Linked DNA regions of Mus musculus: regions 2, 3, 4, 5, 6 and 7 are each linked to region 1. The links are chromatin contacts, called in public HiChIP or PLAC-seq and promoter capture Hi-C maps. All regions are on one chromosome and are shown on one strand. The core of a region is the stretch at or near the end of the contact, and the rest is flanking DNA. Distances in the headings are between cores, read along the strand shown.

Region 1 (3,853 bases), core at 566-3,065:
AGGCAGAAGCAGGTATGTCTGTGAGTTCATGGCCAGCCTGGTCTACATAATGTGAATTCCAGAACAGCCAGAGCTATGGAGAAAAACCATTTAAAAAAAAACTGTAAAATAAGTAAAGCTCTATTCTGGCTTAGGATTAAATTACTCATAGTATGCCTTTCACTGATACCGACTACAATGTGACTATTGCATATACAAAAGGAATAAAAAGGAATTCCTCAGAAGGAATAAAAGAAGTTGGGTGGCTCTCCTTTTAGTTATATTCTGTATTTATACTGCCTTTTATTTAACTCATTAGTCTCGCCTTTAAAAAAAATCCATTTCTTTGTGGACAGCTATGAAATATGAAATGGGCTAAGACCTTCTTAGGGTTCCTGGCTGCCACAGAAGTCAGCAAACCTCAAGCAAGCCAGCAATAGTAACATCCTTAAAAAGGAGAGACACACTTCATATGCAGAGCATGCCCCTCGCCAAGCGCAATCTATTCCTGAAAGTTGTGTAAATGCTTTTTGTTCCATCAGATTATATGTTGAGTATATTGTGAAGAATAACACAGAAGCCCTGAAACGCCAACAAATCAACAAGGGTTACCCGGGCACATTTGGGGGTTTTGGTTGTTTTGCCTTTTTTGAAGGAAGGGGGGACAGAAGCCTTCCCAGAAGACACTGGGCTGCCAGCTAAGCTTAATCAGGGAGCCCAGGTCCAAGTGAGAGACTCTCTTTAAAACAAGTTGGACAGTTCCTGAAAATATCTGAGGTCAAGACTATGAGTGTCATAACTGTATCCCGGCATGTCATCAAATGCACCTAACTTGACAGGAACAGTTCCCATTGTCCTTTACAGGCCTGAAGCTGGGGCTTAACAGTGTGCAGGACCTGACCCAAATCCAAGAGACAATCCTGGACCTGAATACTGCACAATTATCCTCCTCTCCGCTTTGCTGGGCATTGGAGAGGTGGTCGCTGTGTAATGAGGTTCACTGGCATTTTGATTGCCTTTTCTATCTTACTTTCATGTATCTTTAAATAGGAAATGCAAATCATAAAAATACCAGCATACTGATGGGGGGGGGGGTACTCAGGAGGCAGAGGCAGGTGGATCTCTGTGAATTCCACTCTGTCTCGAAGATGAAACAAAGGTCAGCGGTCCTATTTATTTGCTCTCTGGATCACTACACTCTATGTCCCCACAAAGGGCAAGGACTCCAGGCTGGGTCCCCAAAGGGCAGGGACTCCAGTCTGGGTCCTTGCAAGTTCACTGTTCATCAGGACTTTCTCGGAGTCGGCCTGCAGTCTGATTCTCCTCCTCTGACTGATCTGACAGCACCTAAGAACTGCAGCGGTCCGGTTCCTGGCGGTCACTTCCTCCGCCCGAGTGGGCACCGGGAGCGGCGCCTGTGTGGCCCACCCAGGCCCGGGCCGCTCTCCTACCTGCTCCAGGACACAGACCTCTTCTCACAACCGCAAGCCCCCTACCTCGGGGTTCTGGGTCCCGCCATGCCGCCTGCCCAAACTTTCCTGAGAACTTTTCCCTGGCCGTCGCTCGGCTGCTGACCCCGCCGGCGCGCGCGCCACACAGGCCGCAAGCGCGGGTCCCGGGCCTGCGGGCGACGCCCCTCCCCGGGCCAACCCGCACGCGCGGGGGCTCCATCCCGCGCAAAATTCCACTCAGAACCTGGGAGTAGGAGGCGGGTGGGGATTGTCGATGGGAGAAACAAGAGAGAGAGAACCTGGCGCCCCAACAAGCAAGCCGTCCACTCGGCCGCCGACGCCCAGCCGCCACAGCCAAACGGTTTCAAATCCTTGCGGGCCGTCCAGCAAACCGGGGGCGGGACTAGCAAACTCGCCTGTCCCGCCCCCTCGAGCTGCGGCTGGCATTCAACTCTGTTGCCATGGCGACGCTCCGGGTTAGGTCTGTCACTGCTCCTCAAGTCCGAGGGGGCGGGAATTTCCGCCCTTCGGGCAGTTCGCATGCTAAGGGCGGAGACTTCCCTCCTCACTGTTTCCCCACCCTCCGAGAAATGGCGCCAGCAAGCAGCTCCGTTGCTATGGTAACTGTCTAGTCTACTGCGCAGGCGCCGAGCTCGTGGTTTTAGCCCATCTCCCCAGAACGGTTAGTTTCCAGGCTTAATCTTCTGTGATCCCTGGACTATACAGTGGATGCTGCATCTTCCTGACTTCTTACTCAGTCGCTTGTGAGCACTTTAAAGATTGAGGAGAAAGAACAAGAAAAACTCAAAAGTGATGGAACTACTGGACAGTAATTGGCAGAAAAGCCTGTCGTTTGAACAGACATCACCGTTGAGTAAGTCCGAAGCATGAAAATTTACCCTTGTTAGTTCACACTCCAGAGGTGAATTATTCAAAACAACGAGCAGGATATTTACATTTGTTATTTAGAACCATCATAAGTCTGAAAACACTAACCCTGCAAGATCCTGAACTGAAATTTAAAAGCTTTCTGTTTAACACTCTGTACAGAATAGTACCATCAAGTAGGGGAGAAAATGTATTTTTGCGCTTCCCAGGAAGTCTGGTGGACCTCGGGCGGTCAACTTTGCTGTGTACTGGTGTTCTTTGATCTTTTACGTTTCTGGAAGCTCTGAACTGGATAATTTAAAATACCAACAGAAACAAAATTTAAATTGTAAAAAACACTCCCTTCAATGAAATGCAGTGTGCCGCTGCTTTTCACCTAAGTTCACAATAGAATCCCTCTGCAGAGTCTTTGCGATGCACTCAGTGTGGTGCCAAACCTCAATTGAAGCACAGCTTGAAGCATCTTTTCAAGTTTACATAAGGAAAGTAGAGGAGTCGCTTGTTTGCAATTAGCTGTTTTCAGCTTCCAGAAGAAGACTACGTTCTTTCAAGGTGCACTTTGGAATCCACCTCCCTGGAAGAGACAGCAATTGTTCATTATTTCAGAGGCAATTTGTACTACAGAAGAAAGAATGCTTTCAAGAATATTTGGTTTCCAAAAGCATTATTTGAGCACACTCGCAGCTGAGCGATTGTCCCACAATCCAGATCGTTGGTACTAAGAATCAGATTGTAAAACCCACGTATGCAGAAATGAGACGAGTCAGAGACCACTTGGAAGAGGTGCACTTACTGATCAAAGGATACAGACTTCCAAGTAGAAGAAAGAAATTCAAGAGGACTAAAGTCACCATTCAACGTGGTGACTATGGGCCATAACTATATTGTACATTTTGAAGGATGACTTTAAATCTATATTTATGGACAGAAAACTTAGCAGTGTACAATTAACCTAGTTCAGTGGCAAGTTCTTTTCCAGCTTGAAAATGGGAACCATAGGTCACCCAGTGGTGGCAGATCTCCTTGTACCTGGCTTTGTCATTGGTCCTGATAGCTTCTACCAGCTTATCTTTTGTCTCACGAGTTAATCTGGGTGCAGGCCACAGTGGTGCGTGCCTTGCTGTGGGCCAGCCACCCCAGCTTGGCCTTCTCTTTGATGCTGCTGCACGGAATCCCCACCTTGTGACACAGGGCAGGCAGGACAACCAACAGCTCAGTAGCATCTACATTGTGTGCAATCACCAAGAGTGGAGCTTTCTTATTCTCTACCTTTTTGGCTCCTGCTAGAAGAGCAGGTGGTCTCCTCTGCCAACAGCTTTCTTCGCAGCACTGGCCGCTGGCAGCCTTCGCTGCTTCTTCTGCTTCATCTCTGCCCTACACGTGTGGGTAGCCTTAAGAAGCTGGGTAGCTGTTCGGCAGCCCAGGGCCTCAGAGAACTGGTTAATGGCATGAGGTACTTTGGGTTGCTTATAGAGGATCGTTTTTTTTTTTGCTGTTGCAGCTGGGTGGATCAGGCCACCCATTTGGGCTGGGGC
Region 2 (3,979 bases), core at 840-3,339, 790 kb before region 1:
TGCTTGGGCTGTGCCAGTATGTGGAATCTAGTCTCCTCCTGGCTGCCTGCAGAAGTCAAGTCTCTTCCTGGCTGCTTTCAGATCAAGATGTAGAACTCTCATCTGCCTGGATGCTGCCATGCTTTCCAGCCATGATGATAATGGACTAAACCTCTGAAACTGTAAGCCAGCCCCAATTAAATATTGTTCTTTCTGAGAGTTGCCTTGGTCATGGCGTCTTTTTATAGCAGTGGAAATCCTGAGACATACACCTAACATGACATTTCAATGAATGGCTTCCCTTTGGTATATGTAAAGGGCATCACTGTGCTCACAGGTTGGGGTCATTAGAAGATAATGGTTATCACTCCCCTTCAGTGTGACAGGGATGTTCTGTGCCCTGTCTTTCTGCCTGAGGGCCGACTCTGGCCACATATGCACATTTGGTATTTTTGATGTCTAGACCTAGAGGCCTCATGCCTAGGCTAGATCCTACTCAACAGAGGGCTGAGTTTGAGGATCAACACCCTTCTGAGACTCATCTCTAGTGACCCCCCCCCCCCGTCATGGAGGAGTCTACAGTACCCACCTTGCTAGCTTTCTCACTTCCTGCCTCCTCTCTTCAGCCCCTCGCTAAGCTTTAGTACCTTCCAGGGCTGTTTCCCACAAGTGCAAGGACAGGAATGGGATAAGATTAGTGATCCAAAACCGAAGTGTCCAGAAACCATGCTCAGCCCAGGGCAGTCAGCGCTCTCTGCTGATTCTGCATATGTAGATCCAACTAGTCCCAAACTGGAAAGCATTCAGAAAACAACCGAACCTGTTGGACAGGCACAGAATTTCCCTCTTTGCCATTATTCCCTGGGCAGCACGGTGGACACGCTCTTATGTAGCATTTATGTTAGGTTAGGAATTAGATGTAACTGAGATGTATGGGCCAGACAGAGGTGTGGATGAAAACAGTTTTCCAGATGTAACAGGGCAGATGAACTCACAGAAACTGGGACAACATTCGCAAGTCTCGAACAAGCTCAAGCCAGATGAAATCCCAGTACAGGTTGGGTGTGGCTGTGGGTAATGAAATCCTACCCCTAGCCAAGAAGCTATTCCCAAGTGATCTCTGCCGTGGAAGGAAAAAAATGAGTATTTTTCAATGGAGGGAGAGTGAGTATATCAACCACCCACCAGAGCAGGACGCATGCTCAGGAGGAGTCAGGCAACACAAATTGAGCACGACAAATATGACCAAGGTATATTGTGTTGTTAAGGCTCACCCCTGAGCATAGCTACAGCCATTTTGTTCCATGCCTGACAGCTATTTCATATTGTTGCTGTAATATGCCTGCTAGTCATTGATGTAGAAAAAATAACTTGACTCAGAGCAGGGTCATGCTGACCACATACCCTGTTGGGTTCTCTATGTTAAGAGGTTTGTTAATCTTAAGAAATTCCACAACTGTAAGCTTCACACAGGACCCATCGCATTAAAGGTCAACATGAACTGTTATGTCTAAAATGGCTGGAGTCAGGGCCAACCACTGGGCAGCACTTCCAGCATCTGTCTATGTGCTCATTGTGGCTTTTGCAGTTTTAGCTTTTATAAGCTGACCATAGAGATGGGTTCGGCTTACTTAAGGGTTTGAAAGATGTGTGTAGGCTCTGTGCAGACTGCACACTACATTATTTAGGGGACAAGGCTCAGAACAAGTCCTCACAAAATAAAAACAAAACAAAACAAAAACAAAAAGAGCAAACTGGAATCATAGCAAGTGTATATGGGACTTGAACACTAATAGATTTTGGTATCTTGGGGGGAGGGGTTTCTAGGACCGTTTCCCTGCAGCTATTGAGGGAATAACTGAACACCAATGCACTCTGACTCCCCTCCCCTCCCCTCCCCTCCCCTCTCCCCCTCCCCTCCCCTCCAGTCTTCCCTTCCCTAATATACCTTCCTGGTTTATTTTGATGGCTCACTCTTGGATGTTAGTCCATAATAGCCTCAAGATCACATCCCGGAAGGCACCATGTTCAGGATCACACTGGCAATCTGAGAATGGAGCTGTTCACCGGGAGCCAGCGTGTTGCCGAGGGCATCCAGAAGGGCTTCGAGTGGCGTGTGGGTGCCTCTGCTTCACTGAGTTTCAAACGGACACTTCTTGTCAAGAGGCTCCTTCATTGGTCTCTGCTGACCGTTTTGGCAGGAAGCCCAGTGGAGACAATGGTGCCCTTTTCTCTCAACAGTCCTTTGGGTCACCTCAGAGAAGACCAAGGCCGGGAACTGAGGGTGGAGAGAGCAATTAGGAAGGAGGAGATGTGGATTTTCAAAGGTCAGCCGGAGTATGAGTAGCGATTGCCTGGAGATTTATTCCGAGTGCCTTTCCTGACTAGAAAAACAACAATAAAAGGGGGAAAAAACCCCACCCGGGCCCACAAGTGGGGTAGAAGTTGAAGAACACTTTAATTCATAAGGAAAAGGGCTTGAATAATTGATGCTACCACCCTGCCAAAGATAATTTCAGCCCGCTCCCTCTATCTCACAAAGACATTTAGCATTGATGCAGATCAAAGTGTCAGAAACCCCTGCTGCTAGGCTGAAAGGCAAAACTCGCAGCGGCCTTTCTCCGCTCTGATAATGTCGTCTTTATGTAGTTAATAAACTGCGCACTTCAGTCAAACTATATCATTACAGAAGACTTAGGGAGCTAATAATTTAAAAGCAAAGAATTGCCTCTGTTCCTCACTTTGAACTAAACAACATTCTGTTGAATGAGGGGGACATCAAAGTCTTGTCACTATTACCAGTGTGGCTCTAGCAGAAGGCCCCACAGAGTGGGTACTTCAGTCATCAAGGGGAAAAGAAAGAAAGGAAGGAAGGAAGAGATTAAAGACACTGGCTTATCCACGCAAAGGCGGTACCAGGTGTTTTGGTTATTATTGTTTGTACTGGGAGAGCATCAGGTGGCTCTAGTATCAATGCATGTCCTTGTCCAGCTGATGCTTATGAACCCGGGTCAGACAGTTCACTTTTCACCTTGGCCCTGCTCTGAACTTTGTCCTGATGATATCTCTGTTTGCCTTTAGCCTGTCAGCCCTGCAAAGCGCCTTGGCTTTCTTAGGTCCTGTTTAGGTGGCTTGTTTGGCCTCTCTTTGTGCAGGGTCATGGGGCATCGTGTTCTCCACCCAGTGTTGGCTTGCTGTTGGCCATTCAGTGGCTCACAGGCTCCTATTTGGCTGGATAAGGGCATCTGCTGCGTATCTGTTTGAGGGTATTTTAAGCAGGAAGTTATGAGATAGACAACCTTCCGATAGCATCTCACCGCTCGCCCCTATACCCCGCTCCAGTGCTGCTGGGCTTGACATGAGGGCCATTGTCTTAACTTCATGCTCTTCCCCAGGAATTATTCTGAGGATGGAATCACTCAAAACATGGAATCTCCTGCAAATGGCTTGAAAGAAACTCTGGGCAAGAAGCTTGAATAAACTCGAAGGAAGCAGACGACGAAGAGAGGCCTCTGTTGAAGCTAGGCTTTTCCCACTTCTGCACTGGAGATTTGCAATATGAATGATGGTCCCACTGGGGCAAGAAAGCTGTCTTATGCATTCTATAGCCACTGTCTGGTGGCTGTGGCTGTGTTAGTGGTAGTGGGGAACTGACATTCCAGATACATCCAACCTAACTGGTTCCTTAGGCCAATGACAGTTTTGCAGACAGCAGTTGGGGCCACTCTGAGACTTTTGCTGTCAGTTCACACAGCAGTTGGGACACAGTGAGTGTGTCAGCCTGCAGAGGGCATCTGGGCAGGGTGGTTCTAAGGGCAAAGCAAATTATCTACCAAATATAACTAGAAACTTGCAAAGTATAAACCTAAATCTTGAGGAAGACATACATGTATTTAAAAGCAGTTTTGCCGTCACCTGGTCAGAGTGGTGCATTGTCTACTGTAGAGGCAGTAGGCATTACGAAATTGATCAAAAGTAGTCTCAGCTACGTGGTGAACTA
Region 3 (4,039 bases), core at 818-3,317, 880 kb after region 1:
GTTCTAAAGTACTATCAGGCATTTACTATTCGGCTTTGGAAAAATAGAAGGGACTAAGGATATGGCTCAATGGTTCTGCACTTTTCCTAGGATGTGTGAGGCCATTAGGTCTTAAACATACCAGCACCACAAAACCAAAAACTAAGAAAAATAAAAATAGAAGCGATTGCTTGCTGAAAAATATTATTCATGATGGAAAAGGATATACTTCATAAACATCCCAGAAAGTGTGGGTGTGCAGACTTCATCTAGCCAATTTCTTATACTCAGTGTAGGGCAAGCAATGGACGTGAAAACAGATTAAATCCAGACCATCCCATTAAAGTTAGCCAAGGAAATGAGAAGAGGCAAACTATAATTACTCCTGGAAAAGACATTGATCAAGTATATAGCCACAGCTAACATTTAGCTCTAGAAAAGCTTCAGTACGTATGAATAAGTGGGAGCCACTAAAAAGGATGGTATGTCTTTCCTAAATCTCGCCTTGCCTGTATCCCAGTCGGCTGACTGATCTATTTGGAAAGTAGCTTTCCCTGACCCTTGAGTTGGATACAAGAAAGAGGGGAAACAGGGTGTAGTTTTTGAACTTCAGTCTCACCTTGCACATCTCACCGGCTCTGTAGTTCATTAGTGATCAATTACTTCATCCAGTTCCTGGAGCAAACAGAAAAAGAAGATGGTATGCAACACCAGTTGGAGCTGTTACCAGTTACAAGCATTTTATAGTCCTTTAGTAAAAGAATATGGATACACTTCAAGTGGAAAAAGTTATTTAAAAAAAAAAAAAAAAAAGATACAGGATGAAGCTTTGGAGGGGAAAAAAATTTGCTTCTTTTACCTAAAATTGAAAATATTTTCTTTCAGCAACAGATTAGAAAATAGTCTTCAACCTTAAACATAATAAACTCATCTATTCTACACTGATTAGTCTTACTTTCAAAAATAAAAGAAGGGAGAAAAAAATCAAGGAGGGGGGGAAAAAAGCTATTCATATGAGTGAAGAGAGCAAAATCAAGAACAAACTAGGCCAGATAACGTCTCCCTCTTCCCCCGGCTGCTCCCGGCATCCACTATCTCTGAAGTTACACTTCTGATTATCCTAATGGCTTGTCTAAAAAGTGTAACTTTGCAAGGGAGAAAGGATGCCAATTTCGGAGCTCAACAAAAAAAAAAAAAAAAAAAAAAAAAAACAAGGTTCCCAACCCAAAAGGAATCTGAAGGCTCTGGCTTCCAGCCCTGTCTGTGAGGACCCTCAGCAAAGGCCAGGGGGCAGAAGACTCAACTCATTTTGGGGAGAGAAATCACAGTTCCTACTTAGGACTATGTGTCCGAGCCCTTGAGGGTAAAGAGAGAGAAGGAAAGAAAGGGGCCTTTGGAGACACCTCCAGGAAGAGACTGTGCATTTGTTTTTGTAGATGTGCTCACGGGCCACGCATGTCCCAGGAGGGGGGCGGGGAGAGGGGGACCACAGTGAATCTTGAGCAGAGCCCTCTGCTGGGGAGGGGCGCCCCCTGACCCACTTTCGTGCTGTCCCCTGCCCTGGGGTCGCCGCCCCACCCTGGGTGGAAATGCTAACCCGGAGGGCTGCACCGCGCGCGGCGTGGGAGGCCGCCCGCTCCCCACCCTAAGCCGCGACCCTGGGGCGCGGGGCGTGCGGGGACCCCAGGGTCGGCCCGTGCCGGAGCAGCCTCGCGCGGGCTCCCGGGTCCCCCCGAACCTCGGGCGTGTGCAAGGACCCTCGGGCCACCGCCTGGGTCCCTGGCACCTCAGCCCCCCAGCGGAGGGAAAAGGAGATTGAGGAGGGGAAGAAACAGTAAACAGCTCCAGCGTCCGGGCCTCGCCTCTGAGAGAGCCCCGCTCCCCAGGCCCTGCCGGCGGCCGGCGGGATCCCCCGCTGTCCCCGGGGCCGCGCTGTCCCGGACCCGGAGCACCCGAGGAGAGTCCGGGCCTCTCCCCGGATGGCTCTGGAGGCTCCTGAAGCGACCCGGGCAGCGGAGAACGGGGAAGTCAGGACTTACCTGTCATTACTTTCTACGCCATCTTGGATCCACTTGTCAACGTCCCCACAAAGCATTATGGGTAAGAAAGAGCCTTTAAAGTGACTCCCCCCCCCCCTCGGCCCCCGACTCCCGCCTCCCGCCGCCGGCGCCGCCCCCTCCGGCTGCACCTCCCTCCGGAAAGTTGGCCCCAGAGGCCCGCCCGGCCCCCTTCAGCGCCTGCGAGACTTCTCAAGGAACACCCCTACTCACACACCCAGTTTTCCAACTGTGCCTTTGGGGTGCTCTCTCTTCCCCCCACCCCCGTCCCTATCTCCCCCATTCCTTACGCGAGCTGCTGTCTGCCCCGCCGCGATCCTGCCCTAGTAGCCAGATACCCTACTCCTGCATTCAATCAACACGGCGTGTCCCGGACGCGGGTGGTGTGTGAGCCGGCTAGCGGATGCATAGATGTATGCAGGGATGCATGAGCGCATGAATGCGCACGCCTGCGAGCGGTTCCCCCAGCTCCAGGTCCTTGCTACCGCTCGCGCTTCCCGCCCCGGGGCATCCGCCAGGCATGTCGCACTCGCGCGCGGGGACAGTGTCGGTATCCTAAGAAGCCACTCTGGGGCCCTAGGATCCCAGGAACTCGGTGAAACGCCGAGTCAATCCGCCCGCAAAGCTGCAATTGGGATCTGGGAAGGTTAAGCTAAATGCAACTTTTACCCCAGTTTACTCGCGCGGTCCCCTCCTCTTGGCCGGTAATGTGATCTGCGACCCTCTAGGTCGGAGGACCCCCTCCCCTAGGAATGTGGCTTTAGAATTCAGCCGGGTTAGAGTCCAAATTGTGGACTGTGACTTCCCCATGCAGGTAACTCAAGAGAACCCGGCTGCAGAGTCCGGGTGGGGCGTGGATGCGCGCCTGGGCCGGGAGGGGGTCCCCCGGGTGGGTTGGGGGGTAGTGCCTACCGCGTTTCAACTGTCCTGTTCCCACAAGGCGGCGACCCCAGGCGGCGGGACAAGGTAGAGGGCGGGCGCCACGCTGGCTCTGGGCAGAGAGAGGAGGGGGATGTCCAGAGTGGCTTGGAGGCGACCAGGACGCAGGAAGTAGGAGGCGACCGTGCGCCGGCAACAGACCTTTGCGAGCATCCCGCGGGCATCTGCTTTCTGGTTGCAAGACAAGCCCAGCGCTTTCCCCGCCCCTCCCGCGTTGCTTCAGGCGAGCAACACCTAGCTCAGGTGACCACCCCTTTTGCTCCATGAAGTACCAGCTCCTTGCAGCCCTAGTCCTGCCAGAAATGTAGGTCTGTTCATTAACTCCCCACCCCCACCCTATACATTCTCTTCCTCCAGTGTCAGCACTGCTGAGTTTGAGGACCTCTAGATGCTCGCCTCCCCGGAGCAAGATTTGTGTCCAAAAGAAAATGCTCCGAGACTTCCGGGTAGATCCTGTTGTTTAGCTTTAGCGAGGGTTTAATCCCCAGTAATAAATAAATCTCCAATATACCAAAGCTTGCTGTTAAATGGTTCTGTAAATTCAAAGATCCTGAGGCAACAGGCACTATCGCGCAAACACACTCTTTTCGGTGCAAAGGGTCTTAGATCTACCTTTTTTAGTCACCTCTGGATCCCACCAGAGCAGTCTTTAGCTACCTGGGTGATTGCTGACAACCTCTGCCCGCAGGGAGCCAAAAGCTCCACCATTCTATTGTCTCAGCCTGAAGAGAAGGGTGAGGTGCGGACTCATTAAGGGATTGGCCCCGGGGTCACTCTTGAGGGAGGGAGCAGGTGAGTCATTCCAACGGACTAGGAAGAGGTTTTCCAGGGAGGAACCTCCCCTGAGTCACCGCTTTTCAGAGCTTCTGAGAAGCTTCAGTTGAGTTGGAGACAAGAGCTCTGGGCACCTCTAGGGTGGTCAGGGTGTCCACTACCTGTCCCTTGGCTCTCCCTGCTAAGGAAGGCGCCCACGTCTTGTTTCCAGGGTACCCTAGCTGCTCCTCCTCCAGTTCCTGCATTTCTTTAGCCACTAGGATGCACTAATGTGATGATTGGCAACTTCA
Region 4 (4,156 bases), core at 569-3,068, 920 kb before region 1:
TTCAGTTCAAGGGTATGGCCCGTCGCGGTGGGTAAGGCAGGGGTGGAGGCAACTGGACATGTTGCATCAGCAGTCAGGAAGCCTGGCTTGGTTTCGGAGACAGGATATCACTATTTATATAGCCCACGCTGGTCTGGAACTCACTGTGTAGCCCTGTCAGTTCTTGAACCCTGGGTGGTTTTTCCATGTGGCCTCCCAAATGTTGGGTTTACGGAGATATGCAACCACGGCAGCTCTGCTGGTTCCTGGCTTCCTGGTCTCTTGCTGCGTTCTAGGCGCCATTGAAGGGTCTCTCATCTGTTAAGTAGTCTCCTGTTCTGCAGGAGAAAACAGAGACTCCCCGACCCTACAGTACAGCTGCCCAAGGTCAGCTTTCAAGGAGCGACGTGGATTCAAATCGTGCCGCCCCAACCTGCATCATCTTGAACAAACCCACTGATGCGCAAATCATGGGTGCTCCTTTTGGGAACACTCGGGGAGTATTTAGGGAACCTACACCAATCTTCATTAAGTTTTATTGTTAGATGGGTGGACAGATATCATACATCAGGGGCCTCTTGTAACATGTCCTTTTGTTAATGGGAGAATGAACTAGAAGAGTCTCCTTCCCCTTCACTTTCTTAGTGGTGCTGGGCATAGAACTTAGGACTTGTAGTGCCCTGTGCAAGTATGATATTACCATTGTACTACATCCCTCACCCCAATACTAAAAGTTGAGCGGTTAGCTCTCCAAACCACCCTCCGGGCTTTGCTTAAACCCTGAGTACATCCTGTGTAGTGTCTGCTGTGCTCAGGGAGTCCCCCACCCCCACTCTGAGCCCCTGGGCTGGGCAGGGCTGGGCAGAAGTTCCCTCCCAGTGCTGGGTTGGGCACTGTGCCCAGACGTAGGCTTTTCTAGGTCAGGCAGTTCTATCTTCAGCCTGGCCCTAGGATACAGCTTGTGTAAAGTGCAGACATCGAAGGCATGCTGTGTAAACACAGACTATCTCCCTCTCCAAAGTTTCCTTTTGGGGAAGCTCCTCAAACTGGGAGACTCCATTCCAACTCCTTATCGGCTTCAGCTTCCTACGCTGATAGAAGGAAGCTATTAAAGTTCGCTTCCTGGTATTGCCTTGACCCTACGGGGACAAGCTCCTGAAATGTCCCTCGGAGGAGAATTTTTTTTCACACTCCTCAAATCCATTTACTCAGCCTAAATCCCCACATCAAACAAGCCTGCAGGAACTTTGAACATGTTTCAGCCAAACCCTATGCCCTACCGTTTACTGTCTTACTCCAGCTGGCTTAAATGTGTTTGTTTGGCTCTTGTTGAACAGTCTCCTCTGCCTCTTCCACTCATTTATAAACATTTTCCCTTCTCAGTGTCTGCCAATCCTTTCACGGTCTCTCATATGGTTGTTTTAAGATAAAAATCATGTGTGTGTGTGTGTGTGTGTGTGTGTGTTGTGTGTGTTGTGTGTGTTGTGTGTGTTGTGTGTGTGTGTGTTGTGTGTGTGTTGTGTGTGTGTGGTATGTGTGTGTGTGTGTGTTGTGTGTATATTGTGTGTGTGTACATTCTTGGTGAGAGTGCAGGTATGTATACCATGCTGGTCATGTGGAGGCCAGAGAACAACTTCAGGCATCTGTCCTTACCTTGTACCTTGCCTGAGACAGGGTCTCCTGTCCACTGCAGTGCCCACAGGCTAGCTGGCTTCTCAGCCTCCGTGGACTCTCCCGTCTTTACCTCACAACTTGCCTTAGGGACTGGAGACATGCTCTCTGGCTCAGCTCTGAGTGGGTGCTGGCTGGCAATCCACACTCGCTTGGGTCTTCACACTTGCCCAGCAAGCATTTAACTCATTAGGTCATCCCACCCCCCACCCCACCCCCCAAAGCCTCACAAAGGTTCTGCTTGCCTGTGTAAACAGTCTCATTCTTCCCCGTGCCCTTCTGATTATAAAAGACTCAGTCCTCACATCTGACTGGAGGAAAGAATGGGGTGCGGGGCATGAGGGGGAAGGGAAGGCAACAGATATCATAAAGAGTGAGCTAAGAACAATCCTAGTGTTCCCTAGGACTCTTTCTTTTCTCTCTCTCCCATCTGAACTGTGGGGCCCGGTCTCTGGCTCACACAGGATAGCACGCCAACATGGTTCCTTTTGTAATGTGATTTGGATGTGCAGTGTCCCCCACAGGCTCCTGTGTTTGAGCACTTGGTCCTCAGCAGGTGACGCTGTTTGGGAAGGTTGTAGAACCTTCAGAAAGTGAAACCTTATTGGAGGAAGCAAGCCGCTGGGGGCCCTGACCTTGAGTTCTTATTGCCTGGAAGCCCCATTTCCTGTCTGTTCTCAGCTTTCTGACTAGAGACTCAATGTAACTTGCTATCTCACATTCCAGCCATGGCTTCATCCCCATCATGACAGACTTCAAGCTATAAGCTAGGATCAACCCTTCTCTTAAGTCCTCCTCCTTCTCCCTCCCCCTCCTCCTCACCTTCTTCTTTCCTCTCCCCTTCCTCTTCCTCCCCCTCTTCTTTTTTCTTCTCCTCTTCCTCCTCCCCCTTTCCCTCCTCCTCCTCTTTCCCCTCCTACAATTTTCCTTCTACTTCTTGAGACAGGACCACCCATATCTCTGGCTGTCTTCAAACTTACCATTAAACCAGAGAAAGCCCATGAACTTCTAACCCTCATAAGTGCTGAGATCACAGGTACATACCACCATGTTCATTTTTTGTAGTCCTTGGAGCTGAACCCAGAACTCAACCACGATACATCCTGAGTCCTTAAATCATTTCTTGTCAGATATTTAGTCATCAACAAGAAAAGTAGCTAATAATGAGTGTTCCTGTCCTTCTGTAGCCCCCTCCCCAAATAGACAGGGCCATCCTGGGTAAACAAGGTGGTATAGGGGGACTTCTGAAGGTAGATCATAAAAGACACCATAGCTTCTGTATTCTCTTGAGTCACCTGGCAGGGGAGAAGCTGGCTGCCATCTTGTGGGGACACTCAAGTGGCCCCCTGGAGAGAGATCGTGTGGCAAAGAGTTGATGCTTCTTGCCTATAGGCAACACCAACACAGAGGCCACACCAGTATCAGAAACAGACCCTTGTTCCGTGGTTCTCAACCAGTGGGTCGAAAATCCTTAGAAGTCATATATCAGATATCCTGCATATCAGATATTTGTGTTACAATTCACACCAGTAGCAAAATTACAGTTATGAAGTAGCAATGAAATAATTTCATGGTTGTGGTAAGGAACTGAATTAAAGGGTTGCAGCATTAGGAAGGTTGAGAGTCACTGCAGCTCAACCCTAGGCAGGTAACAATGCCTGTGACCTCACAAGAGACCCTGGGTGGGGCCCCGAGGCTGAACTACTTCCAAATTCTAGAGCTTCTGGAACTATATAAAATAGTGTCCATTGTTATGGTAAAACTACTACGTTTCAGAGAGATTTAGAATATAACAGATAACCAATTTGAAGGCTGGAAATGTAACTTAGTTGGTACCATGCTTTCTCGGCTTGAAGGAAGTCCTGAGTTCCATCCCCAACATCACATAAACCTGAGTATGACGGTGCCTGCCTGTAATCTTAGCGCTTGGGATGTGGAGGTGAGAGGATCGGAAGTCCAAAGTCATGCCTAGCCACACGGAGCCAGCCTGAGAGACAGGAGCATGAGAATCTACCTAAAACAAAACTAGACAAAGCAACAACGCCATCAGCCAAGCTGCAGAGATGACTCGGTGGCTAAGGGTACACATTACACTTGTGGAGGACCTGAGTTCAGTTCCCGGCATATAGTCAGGTGGTATGTCCCATGACACAAGCTGGGAATGCCATTGTTCCCATTTTATGTACAGTGACCCTCCCTTATCCAGAGAGATGTGTGTCAGGATGCTCCAAGGATGCACTAAACTGTAGCCAGTTCTGAATCGCACATGCACTTTGTTTATTTCCCAGTCTGGACACTGCAGACAGCAAAGTTTGAGTCATAAATTAGGCATCACAACAGTGGCTAATAATAAATAGGACAATTATAATCATATACTCCGGTCAGCGAAGACACTAATGGATTTTTTTTTTATTCCTGGAAAATTCCAGTTAGTAATATCAGACAGTGCTAACCTCAGGGAGCTGAATGAAGCAGACTGTGGCACAGCCTCCCCACACAGCGCCAC
Region 5 (3,975 bases), core at 492-2,991, 950 kb after region 1:
AGTATTAGCAGTCTAGAGATAATTGGAAATACACAGTAGGAAGCCACTGTGAAGATGATTAAGTGCCATTCTGCTAAAAGGAAAAAAGAAAAAAAAATCATCTTGGGTTCTTTTTGTCTCACAAGCTTCCAATTCAACACTATCAGGTCAAATTTAATGATCTACCTTGAAGGACGGTGGTAGCCTACACCTTTAATTCCAGCACTTGGGAGGCAGAGGCAGGTAGGTAGGTCTCTGAGTTCAAGGTCAGTTTGGACTTCAAAGTGAGTTCTAGGACAACCAGGGCTAGACAGAGAAACCCTGTCTCAAAAACAAAACAAAACAAAATTTCTCAGGGTGTTTGGTTTACCTTTAATTAGCTGCTGTAAATATTTCAGAGCCAACTTTGGGAAGCATTTATCTAGAAAATAGTTTTCTTTCTTTGTCTCTCTTTCTTTCTTTCTTTCTTTCTTTCTTTCTTTCTTTCTTTCTTTCTTTACCAGAATATAAGCTATGTTTAGGGTGTCATTTTCCTAGCAGGCTGGATCATGTTCCCTGAGCTCTAAACTTGGGTCATCTGGACAACATTAGCCAGAGCCCACCCTCATTATGTTGATTAGTGACTTATTGAGCATCATTTTAACATACTATACCATTGAGGCCTGCAGAGTCTGCATTGCCCAATGCAAGCTCTATGGGTGAATGTGGGTCTCCAGAACTCACAAATGCACACACACACACACACACACACACACGTTTGTGTGAACATATGCATCTATGTTTGAGAGCCAGTGATGTTTACACATTATCCTCCTATAGGCAGTGGATGCACTTTTTTCCTCCATTTTTAGGAAAACAAGCTAAAAAAAAAAAAAAAAAAAAAAAAAAACAAACCAAAACCGAATGCCAGACAAATGAAAACCAGACTTCAGCAGTTACATGCTGCTTCCTGAGTAACTAAAGAATGTGCTTCTTGTGGTTAAAATGAGAGATCTGTTTAATATGGATGAAATACCAACACCCCGGGCATTTTTATTGACATTTCACTGTGACTTTTTGAACTTAGGAGTGCTGACACGAAAACCTATTCTTTCTGCTCTGGGAAGCCTGCAGTTGGGATTGCAGAGAGCCAGGGAGAAAGAGGTAGCAGGCAATGCTTCTCTCTCTCTCTCTCTCTCTCTCTCTCTCTCTCTGTGTGTGTGTGTGTGTGTGTGTGTGGTTGCGAGCGCGCACGCATTTTTACTCTGTTTTCACCAACACTGCTGCAGAACTCCGCCTTGAGAGCATGTTAGAAAAACCCATTCTAAAACCATCATTTCTCTTGCTCCGGCCTTGCTTACTCCATCAGAGAGAAAAAAATGTTCGCTGTGAGCATTTGTAAACACGCCCCCAGCCCCAAAGTCAAGGGGCACTAGTGCACTTTGGAAACGGTTTCCAAAGCGACTAAGTAGAGAGCCCTATGGCACCCAGGTTACATTTGAAAACAGATCCAACGTTGTAAGAGTCCAGGATAGCTTCTTTGCGATTCTCTGTTCTCTTTGCGTTAGCTGTTCTAGGTTCTGGGACAGCCCTGGCGTCTGGCAGCAGACGGGAGAGACATGCTGTTTTGTTTAAATCCTCCACATTCTTTGCCATTTCCCCATTGGCCGGATGGGGCTACCCTCCCCGCCGCGGCCGCTGCTGATGTCAGCCTCGTCGCTCTCGCTCCTCCCGCACCCACCTCCCTGCCCCAGGCACACTGCAGCTCGGCGCGGACTCTCCAGTCGCGGCGAGGTGGCTGCAAACTCACGGGCACGCACGGCGCTCTCAGAGCCGAGGGACTCGGGGGAGGGGACGCGCGCAAGCCGCTGGCAGCCAACCGCCTAGGTTGAAGACACCCGGGGCCCAGAGCAGGGCAGAGCCTTGGCGGCTGCGGCTTCCCTTTTCTCTCTCAGCTGAGCTCCGGAGAGACTCGGGGACTGGCCCTAAAAAAGAGCAGGAAATCTTGTTTACCGCCCGGGGAGAGGAGCCCATCGAGCCTTTGTTTGGAAAGTCAGCATCGCCTGCTCCCGCGGCAATGTGTTCCTGGTGACATTAACCCACGGTAGACGGGTAGGAGAAAAAGGGGGCTCGCCAGGTTCAGCTCTGCTTTCGGAGGAGGATCCAGAGGAGACTTTTGTGCGTTTGTTTGAATTTGTGGAAATCCCTTTTCCTCCTCCTTTTGCCTCTCTTGCCCGCCGCCGGGCATGTCCTGATCTGGTGGCCGCGCCTACCAGCCCGGGGCTGCTGATCCGAGCTGTCTCCCGCGGGTCTCCCTCCCTCAGTGCCTGACTTTGCAATACCGAGAGGGCTGATCTCTGCGAGGAAGGAGGCGGGGGAGTCACAGACACCGGGACCCGAAGCTTGACATGCTCCGGGGCGGACCGGAGGCAGTTAGGAGCTGAGCGCACCACCGGGGCTGCTTCGCTTGCCGGTTCCCAGCGTCTTTGCCCTCCTCTGGGCTCCAGCCTTGCTCATCTGTTGGGACGCCCCCTTCTTTCCCGAGGTCTGCGGCCGGCAGGAACATGCTGCTCAAGGAGTACCGAATCTGCATGCCGCTCACCGTGGACGAGGTAGGCACCGCGCCCGGCCTCGCCCGCTCCGGGTCCCCAGCCGCCACCACTCGGCCGGCGGGTCCACTGCGTGCGGCGGGGAAACCCTGGCGCCCAAACCTGGAGGCTGGAGGGGGAGGAGGCAGGGGATTCGCTGTTCCCACTCGTCACCCCAGCAGAGGAAAGGCGGCGTGGGGGTGGGGCGGGGGAGTCCAGGTGAGCTCTTCGGGGACATCTAGAATCAGATTCCTGGGGACCACAATGCGTCACAGGGAGCTGTTGCGCCCCCTCCCTCCAATTAAGCAAATGCACAGAGTATAAGAGCCCAAGCATGCTCTGCAGCCGGAGTATCGGGGTAACCGGCCGTGGTGGTAGCCACTGTCCCCATGTCCTCTTTACAAGGTGGGCTTGCAGGGACAAATTCCGCGCGGGTGGGATCTGCAGACCAGAGTCCCGCCTTGGGGGCATGTGGGAGGCCTGGAGAGGGTCCGTTTAGAACCCGACTTCTTGTCGCCTCCGGTCTAGGCGCTGGCTCCTGCCCAGCCGAGCATCCAGGCTCCCTCCGCGATCTGGATTGTCCTTTGCTGACCGCCTGGCTCGGAAACTTTCTGCGTGTCTCGTTCCTTCCGCGGCGGGGAGCGTGGTCTTAGGAAGAGCCCCAGTGGTGGGGCCTGCGGCGCGGCCACCGGAGGGCGCTCCAGGCCGTCAGGCCGGGCCCTCCTGGCTCTGAGTATCGGGGCTGCAGGGTGGGGGGCTCCCCGCTCAAGGGCTCGGCCTCCACGCGCAGGTCAGCTTGCATTCTTCCGATTCCTTCTCCGCCCCCCGTCCCCCCTATCCGCGAGCTCCGCCATTGAGGAAACAGTGACTCAGTGAGGGTCACTCCGGCCCGGGCTTCCTTTTCGTTCCCCTTTCTCCCCACCTCTTTGGATATTTCATAAGTGCTTTGCGTCTGTCCAGGGACACACAGCCAGAACATGAAGCCAATCAAGGCAATTTGGGAAAGACTCCTGTGGTTTGATGTGGCAACAAATGAAATCAGCGATCCACGACGTATTTGTATTTAAAACCGGTGCATTTAATCTATCAGACATGTGATCTACTCACTACTTTGTGAAAGGGGCCTTGTGCTTTTGTGTTACTCAGACTATGTCTGGCTCCCTGCCCCCCCCCCCACCTCCCAGGGTGGTGGTGGTGGGGGCAATCTTCCTTCTGCATCTGGCGCCAGTGTTAAGGTGAGACCCTAGGACAATCCAAGGTAGGATCAAAGTAGCCTGAAGTTTACAAAACACTTGACACTCTACACTGGCTGCCAAAGACCGAGAGGGATAGCTTAGCCATGCCCCTCTCCCCACCCCCAGCCTTATCAACGAGCGTTTCTGGGGTGGCAGCATTTTGAACTAGGTCTTAAATGGTAGTTAGGTGCCTT
Region 6 (3,872 bases), core at 440-2,939, 870 kb before region 1:
CTCGCAATTCACCTCAGATTCCTCTTGTCTCCATGTCCCATCTCTCTGGCTCTGGTTGACATCTGCAAAGGTAATATAATAAATACTCTAAGAAGCGTAACCTAAGCTTTGTGGAACCACATCGCAGGCTGAGGACCAGCCTCTGGTACACCCACCAAGCATCTCTGGTCCAATAGGCTAAGAGAAAATCCTCCAAAATATGACTGCTTCACAGGGAAGCTTGAAAGAAGAGATGACAGTGAGCAGCATGCTCTCTACGACGGCTCCTATTCTAGAGCTGAGCACAATTCCTTACATTTTCGATTTTCCTCATTGCTGAATGACTTAAGCTCCCAATCCACCCCCTTAGGAAATCACCTCTATTTTCCTTACTCAGAATTTATAGAACTAAGAAATGCTGGCTTTATTTGCTTATGTGTATTCCGTGTAACACTAAACCCAGAAGTTGTTCCATGAGGAAACGTCAAGACATTGCAGCTTTTTCCTGGGATCCCAGCTCACATAAGGAACACGCTTCTCAGAGGTCTGGTATGATTGGCAGAAACCCCGGTCCTCTGCATCAACCCATCCCTGGAGAGCTCACATCCTTTTCACTGAAGTTTGTGATGTGGGGGCTTCTGCATGGGGCCCAGGGGAAACGAGCACTTTGACATTGTTTGCAAACTGGAGTCAGTGTTATGTGAACATGTGTGTGAGCATGCTTTCTGAGAGTGTCCACAGCGTTCAACGGATTCTTACAAATAAATGTGCCTGAAAGGAAAAAAAAATAGTGGATAAGGGCTTAGATGCTAAAGGTATACCAGTTGACTGAGCACCACTAAGGCGAATCCCTTTGTTCTTTTTCAACTTAAACATGCGAGATGCGACATTGTATATCTATCCTGCTTGTGTAGACTAAGTGGAGGCTTCATCCTTTTTTTTTTTTTCTGGATATATGCCAATATAGGCTCATCAATTGGTGACACATACCAATCTCCCCAGACAGGTTGACCCTGGAGGGGGGTTATGAATGTGTGGAGCAGGTGGCCACTCTGGAGGCATCTATTCTGTCCCATCTGCCCAATTTTTAGGTCAGTTTAAAAGTTCCTTTAAGAGTCTATTAAAGACAAACAAATACAAGTATCGGGAATTAGAAGTAAAATATAATTTGCCTAAGGGCACACAGTTAGCTAAAGAGTGTCTATGGGCTTCTTCACTTCTTCCTCTCTTGAAACCAACATCTTACTAGTTAGTCTATTTGTTAGGCCAATTAATAAAAGTCTACATCTGGTATTTTTTTTTATCTTAAATATCTATCTAGGAACAATCACAGCGTTGCTCACTTATCTATTAGAAGCTTCATGGACACTTCTATTGGATACCATGAAACTGTTTAAAATTTTCTCTTCTCTTATAAAGAAATTCTTAGCGCTGACTTACCCAAAGATGTCCAACTCTCCTGCAAGCTGGCGTCGGAAAGCTCCTTTCCCACTGTGCTCTGTCTCACTTCTGTATATAAAGAGATTAACAGGCTCACACACCTTGGGGCAGATGCTCTAGCTTCAGCATCCCTGATCTGGCCTTCCTACCTGAGGTTTGGTCCAGGTGGAGCCGGACGCCGCCCCCTGGTGGCAGGTGGGAGCCCGCGCAGTGCATGCTAATGAGCGCGCGGCGCTGCTCGCTGATTGGTTGGCGCGAATTCCAGCTGCTTTGCATGTCGGCGGGTGCGAGGGAGAGTCGAGGGGTGGAGGGCGGTATTCTGGGCCCTGCGCGCTCCGCTCTCTGTGCCTCCCGGTCTACGCCCAGGCTGGGGCAGACCAGGCTGGCTTGTGAACTTGGGGGTTTCCCCTTTCGCTCCCATTCGTGTTGTGGTCGTGAATTCATCCAGGGTCCAGAATGACGATCCGACACCAAGGCCAGCAGTACAGGCCGAGGATGGCATTTCTCCAAAAGGTACCCTGGGAATCCCCATCTGGACCCTGGCAAGTGGGCGGGGACCCAGTATGTGGAGTGTCCAAGGGAAGATTGGGCAGGGGCAGAGGGCGTCCATCTAGGTCGATCCGCGCTGCCCAATTTTACTAAATGACTTCTATGTGGCTCTATGTGTTGTATTTAAAAACCATAATGATTGGGTTTTCGCGTAAACTGTAGTGGAGAATTCGAAGGCAGCCGTGATGGTCTGCTGCAGGCCAAAAACAACCTGTTACTCAGGAGAGTGCTTGAAGCTGCGCGGTGATTTGAGACAGCCTATATTGTTACAAGGAATCGGCTATTAAATGAACATTTCCCCCAATACTAAACAGCAGGATTTTTAAGTGTGTGTATGCCTGTGTGTATAAAAAGACCAGGAAAATGTGATTTGTGGGATCAAGAGCCTCCCCTGATCCCAGGATGGCAATCTGTGTGTTTTCTGTATAGTTAGAACCGTTTCTTGTCGATGGCTAATGGCCAGAACAGGGTGTCCGTTCCCGATGGACATGTGGGAGGTGGAATGTACCTATGGGGTGACGTGTTTGGGGACAAAGTGGTTCATTTAGTTCTGGGCTTTTAAGTTAGACAGTGTGGGAAGAGACACTCACAGGATTAAGTCCCAGGTCACTTGTCTGCCCTACCTCTGGCTCATGCCACTTTTCATAGGATTATCCTGTTGAGGGAATTAGCCCGATGGATGTTCTGTGACAAGCTGGGCCCTCCCTGCCTTGAGCCTCTGGAGCTTAGCAACTGGGTGCAGTTGGTGACTAAGTATCCTAATCTACAAGATGTTAAAAGCTGGACAGACCTGGGCACACCAGGACATTCGGCACACCTGGTCATCTCCCCGAGAAGCCAGATAGAAGAGATGTAAGGGCCATGCCGTAAACAGAAGGGAACACTGTCTCACTCAGGAGAGTAGACAGTGCAGCTCCCAGCTCCTGAAAGGACAAGAGGCTGCCCAAGTCTGGTGGTCCAAAGTCGAACGTCATTTTCAGATCGTGTCTAGGCTGGTCTTCTCCTGCCGTGCAGGACGGCCCTGGCTTGGAGCTTAGAGCACCTATCTGTAGCACTCGTGTGTTTATCACTCCCATGCATCCTTTCCCTTGGCCTTCTGAGTGGTGTCTTGCTCTCCAGCATCCTCCCCCCACACCCCCGGCATGCTGTACCTCCACACAATCTTCCTCAGCTCCTCCTCAGACCCTCTCACTTCCTCCCCAGCCTGTCCTCTGATTCTCTCCATCCTAACCTTCCCCCCTCACCTCCACCCCAGCCTCCCCTTCTACACCCTGTCCAGTCCCATCTAGCCCATCTCCCCTTTACTCCCAGCCAAACCTCTTCTTCTACACAGCCTCTGCATTCACCCTACTTCATGGTCCTCACTGCCTCTCCCCTCCTCCCTGACACCCTTCATACACATTGGTTTTCTTTCCCACACTGAGTGAGTTCTCATATAGGATGTTCCCCCCACCCCTGGCCCCATTGGCTTCCTAGATGCACAGGACACTGTCCACCCTTTGCAGCCTGGTTGCTCGGGGCCCAGTTTCCACCATCTCCCTGGCTCTTCCTCTTACTCAACTCCCACTCCTGCCCTCCAAGGAGAAGAACAAAGCAGGCCAGCCACCCTAAGCTGTCACTCAGAATGTCCTCATTTCTCTAGGACCCCATGCTTTTACAGAAAGATCCTTTCCCCCCTCTGCCAAACTCCCGCTCCTCTGTGAAGCAGGGTCCTTCTGACTCCATGGGGAGAGCAACTTCCCTCTCTGGATCTACAGACTGTGTCCTCCTCACCCACAGTATTGTTCTCCTAGCTGCTTTGTCCTGGTAAGGATCCTGTCTGCTTCCCATCTGTGCCCACTGGGGTCTTGAGTTGGATCACAGAACCCCGTAGGTCAGAGGACAGAACAGAGGTCTACAGAACC
Region 7 (4,227 bases), core at 1,344-3,843, 910 kb after region 1:
CTGGAACTCCCTATATACACCAGGCTGACCTTAAACTCACAGTGATCGTTTTGCCTGTGCCTTCTCGGTGCAAAGCACCATAAATTCTCTCAAACTTCACACTACTTAAAATAATGCCAGCCCAGGGTCCAAGACTTCAACCACAAGAGACTCTGCACAAGGACTGTTCAGTAGTCTCTTGGGATCCCATTCCTGTCATCAGACCCTCTCTGGGCAGCTGATGATCGGGTCCAGGCTCAAAGGCTATCTGCACTCACAGCAGCTCTTTACATCTCAGTCCACTAGAAAGGGGTAGCTCCTCATTTCATGACAGCTGAAGGAAAACTGTGTGGAACTACACAGTGAGATGTCTCTTACACGCGCACACACACACACACACACACACACACACACACGAACACACACACGGACACACACACACACGGACACACACAGTAACAGGAAGCGTCTTGGCTGCCAAGGCAGGGATTTGGGTTTCTTTGGCTTCTGAGCTGCTCTTGGCTCGAGGCCATCTAGGGAAACTGAGCAAGTCCATGGATCCATGGAACTTGGGCTAGATCCATCAAGGACACAAAAAACAGATTATACCGTCCTCTCCCCCAAGTGGAGCAGACAAAAGTGCCGTTGATGCTGAAGCTGTGGAAAGCTTCACAAGGGCCCATGGGAGAAACCTTGGCACGGGCAACTCTGCCTGAACCTGGAAGCAAGGCAGCGGCGGGCTGGGGGAAGCTCCAGGTGGGGCTCGGCCTGGGCAGCTAGCAGCCTGCATCTCTCAGCATGGCAGGAGAGGCATGGGCTGCCCGCTGACTGTGCCTGGAGCCAGAGTTCTCTTACAGGGAATATCGCCAATGGAAAAATGCTCATGACATAACATTTTGTTCGGCTGATTTTTATTACACTGATTGACTGAAGGTGGGGTCTGGTAAATGGAGGTCAGAGGACAACTTTTTTTCTTCTATGTAGGTCCTGGGGAGTAAACTCACGTCATCAGGCCTGGCAGGAAGCACCTTACACATCCTACCAGCTGGTTTGTTTGTTTGTTTGTTTGTTTGTTTGTTTGAGACAGGCTCTAATGTAACCCAGGCTAACCTCAAACTCAATCTGTAGCCCAGGATGACCTTGAATTTCTAATCTTTCTAACCCTACTTCCTGAGTGCTTGAATTGCCTGTGCCACAAACCTCTCTTGTGTAGTTGTTGGGGGTTGGGTGTGGGGGGGACTGAAACGAGGGCCTTGGGCATTTAGGCAAGTACTCTACCCACTGAGCTACATCTCCACACACACACACATACACACACACACACACACACACACACACACACGATTCATGATGTAATAAATGGAAAAGTCAACACACACACTTTACCTATATAATTTCTATGTAAGAAAAACTCTTGGGTTTGGAGAAATGGCTCTGCGGTTAAGAGCACTGCCTGGACAGGCGTGGTGGCACATGCCTTTAATCCCAGCACTCGCACTCGGGAGGCAGAAGCAGGCAGATTTCCGAGTTCGAGGTCAGCCTGGTCTACAAAGTGAGTTCCAGCAGGACAGCCAGGGCTACACAGAGAAACCCTGTCTCGAAAAACCAAAAAAAAAAAAAAAAAAGAAAAAAAAAGAAAAGAAAAAAAGAGCACTGTCTGTTCTTCCAGAAATTGATAACCAGCAATCACATGGTGGCTCACAGCCATCTATACTGGGATCTGGTGCCCTCTGCTGGTGCACAGGTGTACATGCCGCGAGACCACTCATGCTAAAATAAAATAAATCTTTTTTTGGTCTTGTGAGATGGCTTTGCAGCCAAGTCAAAAACCTTAGTTCCTGGAACCTTTATGACTGAGGGAGAGAGCAGGTTCCCAAATGCTGTCCTCTGGCTTACACACACACACTGAGGTGAAAACACACAATCAATCCATCAATCAATCAATGTTTTAAAATTTTTCCCTTTTTTTTTGGGGGGGGGGAAGAGTACTGTGAATTCAGGGTCTTGTATAGGCTACGCATGCACTCCACCACTATGCTTCCCTACCACTTTTCTTTTTTGGGGGGAGTTCGAGACAGGGTTTCTCTGTATAGCCCTGGCTGTCCTGGAACTCACTTTGTAGACCAGGCTGGACTTGAACTCAGAAATCCTCCTGCCTCTGCCTCTGGAGTGCTGGGATTAAAGGCGGGTGCCACCATGCCCGGCTGCCTCCCACTTTTTAAAAGGCACAGACTGATCAAGAATGGAAGGAAATGTATAATATTATCAGTATTTGGGAAAACAGGACTTAAAAAAAAAAAACCAACTCATCTCTTGTGTCTGTATTTTTTAATTTCCCCAGTGCCAGGGACTGTTCACTGATCGCCATAAACACCTTCTGTAATAGCAGACATCACCCCACCCTGCATCGGTCCTGCCTGGGGAAAGGTGGGGGCCGTGGGGGAGAAATAAAAACCGATGAAGAACGTGATTCCGAAATATCTGTTGGTTTCAACCTGCAGGCTGTGGGTCGGAGAAGCTTCTGGAAGGTCCACCCACTGTGTCTCTCTGCCTCAGAGTTTCCTCAAAGCTACTTTGATTCCCCTCTCACCTTGCCTGTTTAGCAAGAAACGCAGTAGCAGATGTTATTTTCCCAAGAAAAGTTCAAAGCACAAAGAGCCAGCCTCTGGCTTCTGCTCCCTGCCCTCCATCCCCTCACCTGATGAAAGCCTTTGATATGCGTTTGTCACAAGGACCTCTGGGTCTCAACCCCCTAGGGCCTGGGCGGGGCTCTGCTCGGAGTTGCTTAAGCCTCCCTGCTGGCTCCTTTGCCACGCTGGGACCACGTGCCTAACACCAGCCTTGCAGCAAATAATGACATAGACGACAGACAGAGGCAGTCCTTCAGGAACCTTTGGCTTCTCCTCTAGAGGAAAAACTGAGCTCATCTTGAGAAAGGGATGAGCTCGGGGCGATACAGCAGAGTCTGGATTCCGCAGCAATCTGCTCACTGGCCTGAGAGAAAAATTACAGGATTTCTGTAGGCTTAGGTCTCTCAAAGTTTGGCACTTTTCTCACATAAATGCCACAAGAAACTCCCCATGCCTGGGTGGGTTTCCTCGTGAGCTCTCCCGGGGGCTTGGGAGGGCCAGCCTGAGCCCGGGGGCGGAGCAAGCATTGTGTTCTGGCCACTTCAAGGAGGAGATCTAGGGAAGTCTGAAGCTGACGGAGGGAAGGTCGGAATTGGCCACCACTAAAGAGCCACCGCTTCAGAAGGGAACTTGGGAGTTAGCTGAGTGAAGAGATGGTATCTCTGACCAACAAGGAGAATGTTGCCCTACTGCTGTGACATTTTGAGGTGGAACAACAGCAAAAGGGGAACAGGGAAGGACAGGGAGGATCCTGGCTCCCCACTGCCTTAGAGTTAGAGCCTTGAGTGACTGAGTGAAGTAGTGTCTCATGTAGCCCAGGCTGGCTCCGAATTCCCCTATGTAACCAAGGATAACTTTTAACTTTTTATTTTTTTAAGATTTATTTGGTTTTATTTATGTGTGTGCTTGTGCTGGTACGTGCACGTGAGTGCTGGTACCCCTGGAAGCCAGAGGCATTGATTGGGTCTCCTCTGCAAGAGCAGAGTATGCAATGCTCTTCACTGTTTGGTTTCAGGCAAGGGACTGAGGTGTATACTTTACATATCAAAGCCGACCTGGTCTCCAGGTCCTCCCAGCAGTCCTCAATCCCACCTGGTATACCCTGCCCCCAATCCTGAATTTGCAGCCCAAGGCTGGGCTGCCCTTCCCCCAGAGGCTCCTCTCTATATAATTCAGATATTTTATGCTCCAGAGCGCTCGCGCGCGCTCTCTCTCTCTCTCTCTCTCTCTCTCTCTCTCTCTCTCTCTCTCTCTCTCTCACTGGGCGGGCACACACACATATAGTCAAGCTCGCAAACACACATGTCCCATAGTAACTCCCCTGGCCTCAATCCCTGGGGCCAGTAAATTTGCCCTAGAGCAGTTTCCCAGACCCAGCTGGCTCCATCCTGATCAAGCAGAGGAAGTAGGCTCCACTAGAGGGAGCAGGTGGTTACTTCCCGTAGTTCCCTCCCCCATACTGCACCCAAAAGAGCCCCTAATCCAGCTCACTCACAGGAGGTCACTGATACAGGAAGCTTGGTGGGACTCATACCACCCACCCCTCACATCACTTGCACTAAACAGATGCTCCATCCCTACCCTGACATCCTTTTGCTTCCTGGAGTGTACCACCCTG

The links. Promoter capture Hi-C pulls out the DNA fragments that hold promoters and counts their contacts. HiChIP or PLAC-seq counts read pairs in DNA pulled down with a chosen protein or histone mark.
Region 2: a contact with region 1 is called in an H3K4me3 HiChIP or PLAC-seq map of stem cell-derived neural progenitor cells, with 13 times the contacts expected there. The contact joins the enhancer-like site here to the promoter of Cep112 in region 1. A contact is called at or near these places in 8 of 39 promoter capture datasets (3T3-L1-derived adipocytes, HPC-7-derived erythroid cells, cranial neural crest and 4 more), 18 of 115 datasets of contacts at active chromatin or transcription factors (T-cell acute lymphoblastic leukemia, bone marrow-derived macrophages, craniofacial prominence and 10 more) and 2 of 9 other capture datasets (adipose tissue and embryonic stem cells).
Region 3: a contact with region 1 is called in a promoter capture Hi-C map of liver, with 2.1 times the contacts expected there. The contact joins the promoter of Helz here to the promoter of Cep112 in region 1. A contact is called at or near these places in 7 of 39 promoter capture datasets (the 3T3-L1 cell line, embryonic stem cells, hippocampal neurons and 3 more), 3 of 115 datasets of contacts at active chromatin or transcription factors (astrocytes, embryonic midbrain and embryonic stem cells) and 1 of 9 other capture datasets (embryonic stem cells).
Region 4: a contact with region 1 is called in an H3K27ac HiChIP or PLAC-seq map of extraembryonic endoderm stem cells, with 12 times the contacts expected there. The contact joins the promoter of 1700096J18Rik here to the promoter of Cep112 in region 1. A contact is called at or near these places in 5 of 39 promoter capture datasets (the 3T3-L1 cell line, cranial neural crest, frontonasal cranial neural crest and 2 more), 4 of 115 datasets of contacts at active chromatin or transcription factors (embryonic stem cells and extraembryonic endoderm stem cells) and 1 of 9 other capture datasets (embryonic stem cells).
Region 5: a promoter capture Hi-C map of embryonic stem cells shows a contact between it and region 1, with 2.6 times the contacts expected there. The contact joins the promoter of Pitpnc1 here to the promoter of Cep112 in region 1. A contact is called at or near these places in 2 of 39 promoter capture datasets (embryonic stem cells and hippocampal neurons) and 1 of 115 datasets of contacts at active chromatin or transcription factors (astrocytes).
Region 6: a contact with region 1 is called in a promoter capture Hi-C map of hippocampal neurons, with 7 times the contacts expected there. The contact joins the promoter of Rgs9 here to the promoter of Cep112 in region 1. A contact is called at or near these places in 16 of 39 promoter capture datasets (the 3T3-L1 cell line, 3T3-L1-derived adipocytes, the C10 cell line and 10 more), 1 of 15 datasets of contacts at CTCF or cohesin (embryonic stem cells), 6 of 115 datasets of contacts at active chromatin or transcription factors (astrocytes, embryonic stem cells, fibro-adipogenic progenitors and 1 more) and 2 of 9 other capture datasets (adipose tissue and embryonic stem cells).
Region 7: a contact with region 1 is called in an H3K27ac HiChIP or PLAC-seq map of embryonic stem cells, with 7 times the contacts expected there. The contact joins the enhancer-like site here to the promoter of Cep112 in region 1. A contact is called at or near these places in 2 of 39 promoter capture datasets (hippocampal neurons and pre-B cells), 2 of 484 Hi-C or Micro-C datasets (B cells and cortical neurons) and 1 of 115 datasets of contacts at active chromatin or transcription factors (embryonic stem cells).

The regions. Positions count from the first base shown.
Region 1 is chr11:108,423,228-108,427,080 of GRCm38.p6, reverse strand. Cep112 (centrosomal protein 112) reads right to left here and starts at 1,815. Exons shown (of 27, transcript NM_001373899.1): 1 at 1,730-1,815.
Region 2 is chr11:109,209,136-109,213,114 of GRCm38.p6, reverse strand. No RefSeq gene overlaps it. Among named protein-coding and RNA genes, the nearest start is that of Gm39440, 8.4 kb to the left of the region's middle. Within about 2 kb of position 2,089, at least 17 of the 459 cell types and tissues checked have an H3K27ac peak or open chromatin away from gene starts, as enhancers often do. A contact at or near this core is called in stem cell-derived neural progenitor cells, where this site is marked.
Region 3 is chr11:107,545,961-107,549,999 of GRCm38.p6, reverse strand. It overlaps Helz (helicase with zinc finger domain), which reads right to left and starts at 2,067. Exons shown (of 33, transcript NM_001368755.1): 1 at 2,019-2,067; 2 at 599-654. Gm39426 (a long non-coding RNA gene) reads left to right here and starts at 2,006. Exons shown (of 3, transcript XR_003949607.1): 1 at 2,006-2,079; 2 at 2,977-3,218; 3 at 3,333-4,039.
Region 4 is chr11:109,344,529-109,348,684 of GRCm38.p6, reverse strand. 1700096J18Rik (RIKEN cDNA 1700096J18 gene) reads right to left here and starts at 1,818. Exons shown (of 2, transcript NR_027883.1): 1 at 1,633-1,818. 1600015H23Rik (RIKEN cDNA 1600015H23 gene) reads right to left here. Exons shown (of 2, transcript NR_166879.1): 2 at 4,032-4,156.
Region 5 is chr11:107,468,486-107,472,460 of GRCm38.p6, reverse strand. It overlaps Pitpnc1 (phosphatidylinositol transfer protein, cytoplasmic 1), which reads left to right and starts at 1,741. Exons shown (of 9, transcript NM_001359616.1): 1 at 1,741-2,570. The coding sequence starts at 2,523.
Region 6 is chr11:109,295,998-109,299,869 of GRCm38.p6, reverse strand. It overlaps Rgs9 (regulator of G-protein signaling 9), which reads left to right and starts at 1,689. Exons shown (of 19, transcript NM_011268.2): 1 at 1,689-1,932. The coding sequence starts at 1,876. It overlaps Gm39441 (a long non-coding RNA gene), which reads right to left and starts at 1,640. Exons shown (of 3, transcript XR_880277.3): 1 at 1,420-1,640.
Region 7 is chr11:107,509,622-107,513,848 of GRCm38.p6, reverse strand. No RefSeq gene overlaps it. Among named protein-coding and RNA genes, the nearest start is that of A830035A12Rik, 22 kb to the left of the region's middle. Within about 2 kb of position 2,593, at least 95 of the 459 cell types and tissues checked have an H3K27ac peak or open chromatin away from gene starts, as enhancers often do. A contact at or near this core is called in embryonic stem cells, where this site is marked.